Linked DNA regions of Macaca mulatta: region 1 is linked to region 2. The links are chromatin contacts, called in public Hi-C maps. All regions are on one chromosome and are shown on one strand. The core of a region is the stretch at or near the end of the contact, and the rest is flanking DNA. Distances in the headings are between cores, read along the strand shown.

Region 1 (4,511 bases), core at 1,936-4,435, 110 kb before region 2:
AGATGAAAAATAGTGATGGTGGTAATGCCTAAGGTGCAGAAAGGAGGAGCGTGGGTAAACGCAGCTCGGAGGCCTCTGTGCTGCAGTGATATGCACATTATTTAGTAGCATTCCAATGATTTGCTTGTAATATGGACCAGAAGGCCCAGAAAAAAATGATTTCCACAGGATGTCATGAATCTAGACTTCAATTATTGGATCCGATTGGTGGATTATGTGCACCCCCTTTCAGAACTGAACCTTCAGGTTGTAAACTAAGTTTACAAAAGGACATCTCCAGGTCTCACCCCACCCTTGTTCTGGACCTATTAACTTTTTTTTTTTTTTTTTTGAGATAGAGCCTTACTCTGTCACCCAGGCTGGAGTGCAGTGGCATGATCTCGGTTCACTGCAGCCTCCATCTCCTGAGTTCAAGTGGTTCTCCTGCCTCAGCCTCCCGAGTAGCTGGGATTATAGGTGTATGCCACCATGCCTGGTTAATTTTTGTTATTTTATTATTTATTTATTTATTTATTTTTGAGACAGAGTCTCGCTCTGTCACCCAGGCTGGAGTGCAATGGCGCGATCTCGGCTCACTGCAAGGTCCGCCTCCCGGGTTCACACCATTCTCCTGCCTTAGCCTCCCAAGTAGCTGGGACTACAAGTGCCTGCCACCACAACCGGCTAATTTTTTGTATTTTTAGTGTAGACGGGGTTTCACCGTGTTAGCCAGGATGGTCTCGATCTCCTGACCTCGTGATCCGCCCGCCTTGGCCTCCCAAAGTGCTGGGATTACAGGCGTGAGCCACCGCACCTGGCCCAATTATTGTTATTTTTAGTAGAGACGGGGTTTCACTACATTGGCCAGGCTGGTCTCAAACTCCTGACCTCAAGTGATCAGGTCTTCCAAAGTGCTGGGATTAGAGGCATGAGCCACTGCGACTGGCCTGGACCTATTAACTTTCTATAACTATGATTTCTATCAAGAGAAAGAGTGATGTGGTGGAAAATGCTGTGCCTTCATCACAGCTAGGAATCTATTTCAGAATTGAGAGGATGGACAAGGTCCTGGCATATCTAGGGAAAAGGAATTAGAGGGAAAGGAGGAGATAATAAATGCCTTTGGAGGGTAGGGGTGGAAATAGAGACTTGGAGAGAAGCAGACAAGACAGAATTGCATCAGGGTAAGTTACAAAAACAGCCAGGAAGGAAAACGATGGGTACATTTAATTCGGATGTGGGAGGCCTTTAGCAGGTCAGTCTTTCCATGCATTCCAGGTGATTGAAAAAATCGGTTTTAAATTCCAGCTTGTTGGGGTGCAGTGGCTCATCCCTGTAATCCCAGCACTTTGGGAGGCCGAGGCGGCAGATCGCTTGAGGTTAGGAGTTTAAGACCAGCCTGGCCAACATGGTGAAACTGTCTCTACCAAAAACAGGCAAACAAATAAACAAATTAGCCGGGCGTGGTAGCGGATGACTGTAGACCCACCTATAGGGTGGGAGGATCCTTTGAACCTGGGAGGCGGAGGTTGCAATGAGCCGAGATCACACCACTGCATTCCAGCCTGGGTGACAGTGAGACCCCGTCTCAAAAAATAAAAATAAATAAATTGCAGCTCCGTGTATTCAAGACACTTCTGGTTGAAAGAAAAAAGAAAAAAAAAAAAAGCAATACATTCCAGCTCCATCTTTTTCTAACCATGTGGCTTTGGGTAAATTACTTAATATGTAGATCCTCATTGATAACATGGGAATAATAGTAGTTTGCTGCGTTGTGAGGATTGGAAATAATACTTGTAAAGTGACAGAGTCTGGTATGTATATGTAAGATTATTGTTATTATTATTGAGACACCGTCTCACCCTTGTTGCCCAGGCTGGAGTGCAATGGCGTGACCTTGACTCACTGCAACCTCTGCCTTCCAAGTAGCTGAGATTACAGGCATCCGCCACCATTCCTGGCTAATTTTTGTGTTTTTGATAGAGATGGGGTTTCACCATGTTGGCCAGGCTGGTCTCGAACTCCTGACGTCAGGTGATCCACCCACCTCAGCCTTCCAAAGTGCTGGGATTACAGGCATGAGCCACCACGCCTGGCTCATGATCTTATTTTTTACTTCACTTTTCCTTACGATATTACTTGTTTGAAAATACAAATTGCTCAGAAAAACTCTGGGGGTTCTCAATGGAACCTAAAGCCTAAGAAAATTGTGTCACTAGACACCATTTAAAAGAAGGATTAGAACTTAATATTATGTTCATGACTAGGCATCGTAGCCCACGCTGGCTAACCATCCCCTGGGCCGCCCTGCTGTTTGTACTTAGTAATAAGCACAGCTACATGCATGTGCTCACTAAATCCTCACGCCAACCTGTGTTTCTGGGGTGAGAAAACCAGAGTTCGTAAAGGTTAGGTACCTTGCTGAAAGGTGCACGGGTGAAGGGCAGGGGTGGATCTTTGCTGAGTCATTCTTACTCTACCACAGCCTTCCTCAGCAGCTTCCTCAGCTTCCTGAGGGGAAGTAGCTAGTCCTAGGGGTTTAGACTGGGCAGTGCTGGAGTCAGTGGGACAAGCGTGGGCTTTTAGGTCCCACAGACCCGGCTTCTAATACCTCCCAGTTGTGGGACGCTGAATAAGCTCGTAACCCCTAGTGGGCCTGGGTTTCTCCAATCATGAAGTAGGGGAAACCATCGCCTGCTCATAGCACTGACGAGAGTCAATAAGACATGAAAGTCAGGCACCTTTCAAAGTTTTATGAACTGCGTTCAGAGGTGTTGAGGGACTCGCTCAAGGTCACCAAGCCGGGTCTTGACCCAGCTAAGACGTGGACCTGGACCCTTGGGCGCCTCCCGCAGAGTTGTGTGACCCAGGTAACCAGCAGCGGCCGACACCATGACTTCGGGGAAACCACGCCTCCTATGGTCCCACGGCTCCGGCCAGCCCGGCCCCGCCTCCGGGAGCCTCAGCTCCGCCAGGGGGCGCGAGAGGAGGCCGCGCTCGAGGCCGCTGCGCGCCTGGCTCTTCTCTATGGTGGATCGGGCGCGGCGGGAGCGGAGGCGCGCTCCCGAGAGGGGGCGGGGCCGAGTCAGGGGCGGGGCCGCGCGAGGGGCGGGAGCGGCCGGGCCGGGCCGACTGGGGATGGGTGGGGGGGCCGACTTCCTGGGGCCGCCCGTGAGGATGTCGCGACCGCCCCCGGGTGCCCCTCAGCCCCAGAGACGCCGCCGCGGCGGAGTCCGCAGCCTCCCTGCCTGAGGCGTCCGCGGCCGAGATCCGGCCCCTCCCCTCGCCTCCTCTCCCAGGTGCCGGCCGGGCCGGCGGCCGCAGCAGGTGAGGAGGCTGCGGCGGCGGCGGCGCTGGGGGCCGCAGGGCGCCCGGCTGGGGAAGGACGGGAAGGGGTAGGCTTGGGTGCCGTCAGGCTGTAGTCTGGGGGCCCCTCCTCTGTGTGGGGCGCGGCCTGGGACTCTCTCTGCCCTACAGGGGTGGGGGGAAGCCCTTTCCTGGCTGCAAGTCCCCGCCTTCAGGGCAGCCCACACCTGTCCTTTGAAAAGTCCCCTCAAAGAAAGCGTTTCACCTGTGGGGGCAGTAACAGGAGACGTGCGTCCTCGATTATCCCCAGGTGCCCTGCAGACCGGCAGGTCTAGTTGGCTTGTGGGGAAAAGATCTCTCTTTGTACGGCAAAGGAAACTGAGGCATGTCCGCGGCGGCCTGCTTACCCCTTTGAAGGAACCAGCTCGTCCCTACCTCCGTCTTAGACGGAGGTGGCTGGAGGAGGGAGGTTTGGAGTTTGGAGGTTTGATGAAGTTTGGGAATGCGGCTCTCCCCCCAGGGTCCACTGTTCCCTCGCTTGGGAGTTGTCCTCTGTTCGCGATGTGTGTGAGGTCGCCACTGTGCGGCAGCGGTCAAGACCGAGAGGGAAATGGGGCCTCTCTTCAGCCGGCTGCCCAGGAGACATTTGACCAGACATGGGGAAGTCTGGCGAACCAGGGGAGCCAGAGCCTCCGCTGGCACGTCTGCTCAGAGCTTGAGTTCAGGCTGGCAGAAGAGATAAACAACAGCATATTTTCTCCTTTTTGTTGGTCTGTCATTTGTTCTAGGGAGAAAAAAAAGTGCTTGTGTAATCAAGAGTGTCCTGTGCACCCCCTAGTCTACCATAAGGAAGGATAATGGTTAGCTTGGAAATAGGGTTTTACCCACAACTGTCACTTTGCTCCCTGGTTAAAGGCCAAAGTGACGTGATGAGCAAACATCCTGGGGTGCATGTGGCCTTCTAAGAAAGCAGTAAGTTCCTTATGTATCCCTTTGATTATTGGTTTGGAGGACAGAGAGACTTCCTGTTACCACTGTCGCTGCAACTGTTTGGGGTGCCTTATTCTCCCAGTGACAGTTCAATTTACTGAAATGTGGGCTGGGCTGCCCATTTATTATACCATTCTTCTAGAAATAGGAGTAGGCAGGAGACAAGGTACTGGGCTGAATTCGTGTACAGAGTTCTAGGGCTGCAGCCTAGCGGTGACAATTCCTTTCTGTTCAGG
Region 2 (4,632 bases), core at 361-2,860:
ACCTAACTCAAATAGCTATTCTAAGAGTAAAACCCTTAAAACAGCTGGGCACACAGCAAGAGCTCTCACTGATTAACGTCAGCTCCTATCATGATCGGTGAAGTCGTTATGTTTCAAGAAGAGGCTCCCGATGTGCAATTAACCTGTTTATAATTCAGCAACTTGAATCAGAGAGTGCTGAAGTAACTGGGCAGCAAGACTCACAGGAACTCATAAATCAATCCAAATGGAAACAGATTATATCAGCATCTTCTTATATTCATGTTTTCTAAAGCATTTTATAGTCCTAGTTTTAAGTATACTGGAATTATGTTGTCTGAAGAAGCTGTGAAGCAAAATTGCTATCATGTTAAAAAGCAGGCTTTGCTTACTGTAGTGCAACATGGTGTGAAGGAAAGCTGGTGGACCTGGAATAAGGGATGGGAGTGCAAGTCTGACGGTACAGTTTACCGACTGTTACCTCGGAGAAAACTTAATTTATCTGCATCTGTTTTCTTATTTCTAAAATAGGGTAAAAAATACCTACATCACAGGGTAGTTGGGAAAATTACAAGGAATCCATGAATGCGCTGGTTGTGGGGGAGGGAGGCGGTTCTGAACTCTCTAAAAATGTATACAAAATGCACATTCGAAAATGCACGGATTTTTGGAGGTCTATCACTTTCGTGACATTCACAAAGGGCTATATAACGCTCAAAGTTTAAGAACCACAGAGGTGAGGTGGGTGGAAGTACGGCAGACCCATAAAAGGAGGTCAGAACAAGTGAGTTTCAACACTTTCCCTGGAAGATCAATTTGCAGAGCAACCTCTAGGGCCCCAATTATGAAAGGAGTGGACTTGAGGGAGGCTCGGGAGGCGCTGGGCCACGAGGAGGCACAATGCAGCTTTGAGGAAACCCGTCTGTCCCTCGTTCCGCACCCTCACAACGGCCGCAGCCCAGGGGCCAGAGAGGGAAATCGCTGAGGCCTGGCCGCCGCCGCTTTTCTCGAAGGGCTTCCCGCGCCGCTCTCGGAGAATGGCGGGGACAGTGGGGCGGGCGGAGTAGGCCGCGACCCCCGGCGAGGTAGAAAAGATCGCTCCTCCACCGGGTCCGGGACGCAGGCGGGAAGTGATCAAGGCTCCCAGAGCCCCACCCGAGCGCGCCCGCTTCAGCGCAGGAGGACGCACGCCGGGCCGGGATACGAGAAGGCCCCGTGGGTTCCCCAGGGCGCACAGCCAGGCGCCGGCTTCCCCGCCTCACGCGGCACCGTGGGGGTCCCGGGGAGCCGCGAGCCTCCCCATGGGCTCCCGGGAGGGCCGCCACGTCACGGAGGGTGTGCCCCGGGGCTCTGCAGGCGGGCGGGGGAGGAGCCGGGGGGTTGGCTCCTCGGCCGCGCCGAGCTCCCCGCCCCGGCCCGCTGCCTTCCCCATGCCGGGCCCCGCCGCGCCGCTCCTCACCTGCCTCTCCAGCTCCGGCGCTCACCGCAGGCCTCGGGACTAGCTCACTACAGGCCGCCGGCAGCCCACGACGGTTGGAGTTCCTGTCTCTTTAAATCCGGGTCCTTGAGCTGGAGGCAGCACGCAGGCGCAAGAACCGAGGCCGCGGCCGCGCTACCTGTCCCCGCCCCCGTCTGCCACGTGGGTCATAGTCACAGTCTGCCTGCCCTGTGATGTTTGGAAGTAGTTTTCAACCTGCAATCGCCGCCCGGGAAGCGGAGGTGAGGGGACGTGGTGGCTCCTCGGAACGCAGCCTGGCCTGAACTTCCGAGGATCCCCTTGATTTTCTCATACTGTTAGAGAGGATCTAGTTTTTAAAGATACTGTAATGAGGTCGGGGAAGGCAAAGATTGCGTCAATCTATTTTTTAAATATAATCCCTCTCTTTGTGTCCTGCAGACTGCCTAGTAAATAGTAGTCAGTAACTTTCATGGAATTGAGACGAGGCACTAAATAGCAGGTAGATATAAAATGTAAAGGAGTGATGGAGGAGAAACTCCTTGATTGTATATCGTTCAAAGTGTATTATCTTAAATCTGAAGCCAGCTCCATGAGAGTTGGGGATGGCGATTTTTACAAGTGTAGCAGCCTGAGGGTAAAGGACCTCTTCAGAGTCTAGGAACAGCAAACATTTGGGCCTTGTTAGGTAAGCAAGGAACAGATTCCCGAGAGAATTCTGTGCTGTGTGATGAAGAGTTTCGTCTTTACTCTGTAGAGGGTGGAGAGCCATGAAGAGTCTTAGGGAATACTGTTGAAGCTGGGTGGGGAGAGACTGAGGCAAGGGAACAAATCAGAAGGTTCTCATAGTGACCCATGTGGGAGATGAAATTCAGCTAGTTGGGGTGGAGAGTAAAGTGTGGTTTTGAAGATCATTTAGAATTTAAATGATCTAAATAAAGTGCTCATTTATGGATAAAATAATAATAATCTGAGTGAGCAGAAAGATAAGGGTACCATCAACTGAAATAGAAAATAGAGAGGCAGAGGAGGTGTTAGGGGCAGAAGGATGAGTTTTGTATTGGATACATTAAGTTTGGTTGAGTAAGTTTAACTGCGATTCTAATGTTCGGAGGGGAGTAAAACCTGTTTTTAATGCGCAGCAGAATGAACCAGGGCTTTGGAATTGGAAGGTCACTGGAGACTTACGTCCTAGCTATGATAATTGAGTGATCTTGAGCACATCTCTACATTTGCTACATTTTTTTTAAGTTTCCTCAATGGTATCTGTCTTTTTCCAGTGCTGTAATCACAGCCACAGGTGACTATTGAGCACTTGAATGTTGCATGGAATTGAGATGTGCTATAAGTGAAGAAAATACAAACCAAAAAATTCATACTAAAAAAAGTAAAATATCTCATTAATAATATGTACCACATAATGACATTTAGGCCGACAATGGACCAAATATAATAGGGTGGTCCCATAAGATTATAATGGAACTGAAAAATCCCTGTCATATAGTGACAGCACATTACTCATGTGTTTGTGGAGATGCTGGTGGAAATGAACCTACTGCATTGCCAGTTGTATAAAAGCATAATACACACAATTATGTACAGTATATAATACTTGATAATAAGGGACAATGTTGCTGGTTTATATATTTAGTATACTATACCTTTTATTGTCATTAAATTAATTAATTAATTTTTGAGACAGTCTTGCTGTGTTGATCAGGCTGGAGTGTGGTGGCGCGATCCCAGCTGACTGCAACCTCCGCCTCCCAGGTTCAAGTGATTCTCCTGCCTCAGCCTCCCGAGTAGCTGGGACTACAGGCACTTGCCACCGCGATGGGCTAATAATTTTTTTTTTTTTTTTTTTTTTTTTTTTGCGCGACAGAGTTTTGTTCTTGTCTCCCAGGCTGGAGTGCAATGGCAGGATTTCGGCTCATTGCAACCTCTGCCTCCTAGGTTCAAGCAATTCTCCTCTCTCAGCCTCCTGAGTAGCTGGAATTACAGGCACCCGCCACCACGCCCGGCTAATTTTTGTATTTTTAGTAGAGACGGGGTTTCACAATGTTGACCAGGCTGGTCTCGAACTCCTGACCTCAAGTGATCTGCCTGCCTCAGCCTCTCAAAGTGCTGGGATGACAGGCATGAGCCACCATGCCCAGCCTTATTGTTATTTTAGAGTATACTACTACTTACTTAAAAAAATAGCTAACTGTAAAACAGCATCAGGTAGGTCCTTTAGGAGGTATTCCAGAAGAAGACATTGTTACCGTAGGAGATGACAGCTCCATGCATGATATTGCCCCTGAAGGCCTTCCAGTAGGACAAGATATAGAGGTGGAGGATGGTGATATTGATGATTCTGACCCTGTGTAGGCTTACTAGGCTAATGTGTGTGTTTGTGTCTTAATTGTTAACAAAAAAGTTTTAAAAGTAAAAGGATTTTTTTTTTAATAGGAAAAAGCTTATAGTATAAGGATATAAAGCAAAAATATTGGCTGGGCACAGTGGCTCACATCTCTAATCCTAGCACTTTAGGAGGCTGAGGCAGGAGGAGTTCAAAACCAGCCTGGGCAACATATTTATAAGAAAAAAATTTATTTAAAAAAGAAAAATATTTTTATACGACTGTGCTGTTTGTGAGTATGTGTCTGTGTGTGTGTTTGACATAGGGTTTTGCTCTTGTCACCCAGGCTGGAGTGCAATGGCACGATCTCAGTCCACTGCATCCTCTGCCTCTCAGGTTCAAGAGATTCTCCTGCCTCAGCCTCCCAAGTAGCTGGGATGACAGGTGCCCACCACCACACCTGGATAATTTTTTTATATTGTTAGTAGAGATGGGTTTCGCCTTGTTGGCCAGGCTGGTCTCGAACTCCTGACCTCAGGTGATCTGCCCGCCTCAACCTCCCAAAGTGCTGGGATTACAGGCGTGAGCCACTGTGCCCAGCTAAGCTATTTTAATTTTAAAATACTTGATTCTTTTGTAATAACTCTTAGTTTAAAACACAAACAGGGCCCATCGCGGTGGCTCACACCTGTAATCCCAGCACTTTGGAAGACACTTTGGCCAACATGGCGAAACCCCATCTCTACTAAAAATACAAAAATTAGTCGGGCATGGTGGCATGCACCTGTAATCCTAGCTACTTGGGAGGCTGAGGCAGGAGAATCTCTTGAACCTGGGAGGCAGAGGTTGCAGTGAG

Evidence for each region. Hi-C and Micro-C count contacts between places; a contact is called where the count stands out from the background.
Region 1: a Hi-C map of fetal cortical plate shows a contact between it and region 2, with 1.6 times the contacts expected there. The contact joins the promoter of RFFL here to the promoter of CCT6B in region 2. A contact is called at or near these places in 3 of 14 Hi-C or Micro-C datasets (cortical neurons, fetal cortical plate and liver).

Annotation. Positions count from the first base shown.
Region 1 is chr16:44,608,971-44,613,481 of T2T-MMU8v2.0, reverse strand. RFFL (ring finger and FYVE like domain containing E3 ubiquitin protein ligase) reads left to right here and starts at 3,185. Exons shown (of 6, transcript XM_077970793.1): 1 at 3,185-3,374.
Region 2 is chr16:44,498,994-44,503,625 of T2T-MMU8v2.0, reverse strand. It overlaps CCT6B (chaperonin containing TCP1 subunit 6B), which reads left to right and starts at 1,610. Exons shown (of 12, transcript XM_015119058.3): 1 at 1,610-1,698. The coding sequence starts at 1,651. LIG3 (DNA ligase 3) reads right to left here and starts at 1,540. Exons shown (of 20, transcript NM_001265970.1): 1 at 1,439-1,540.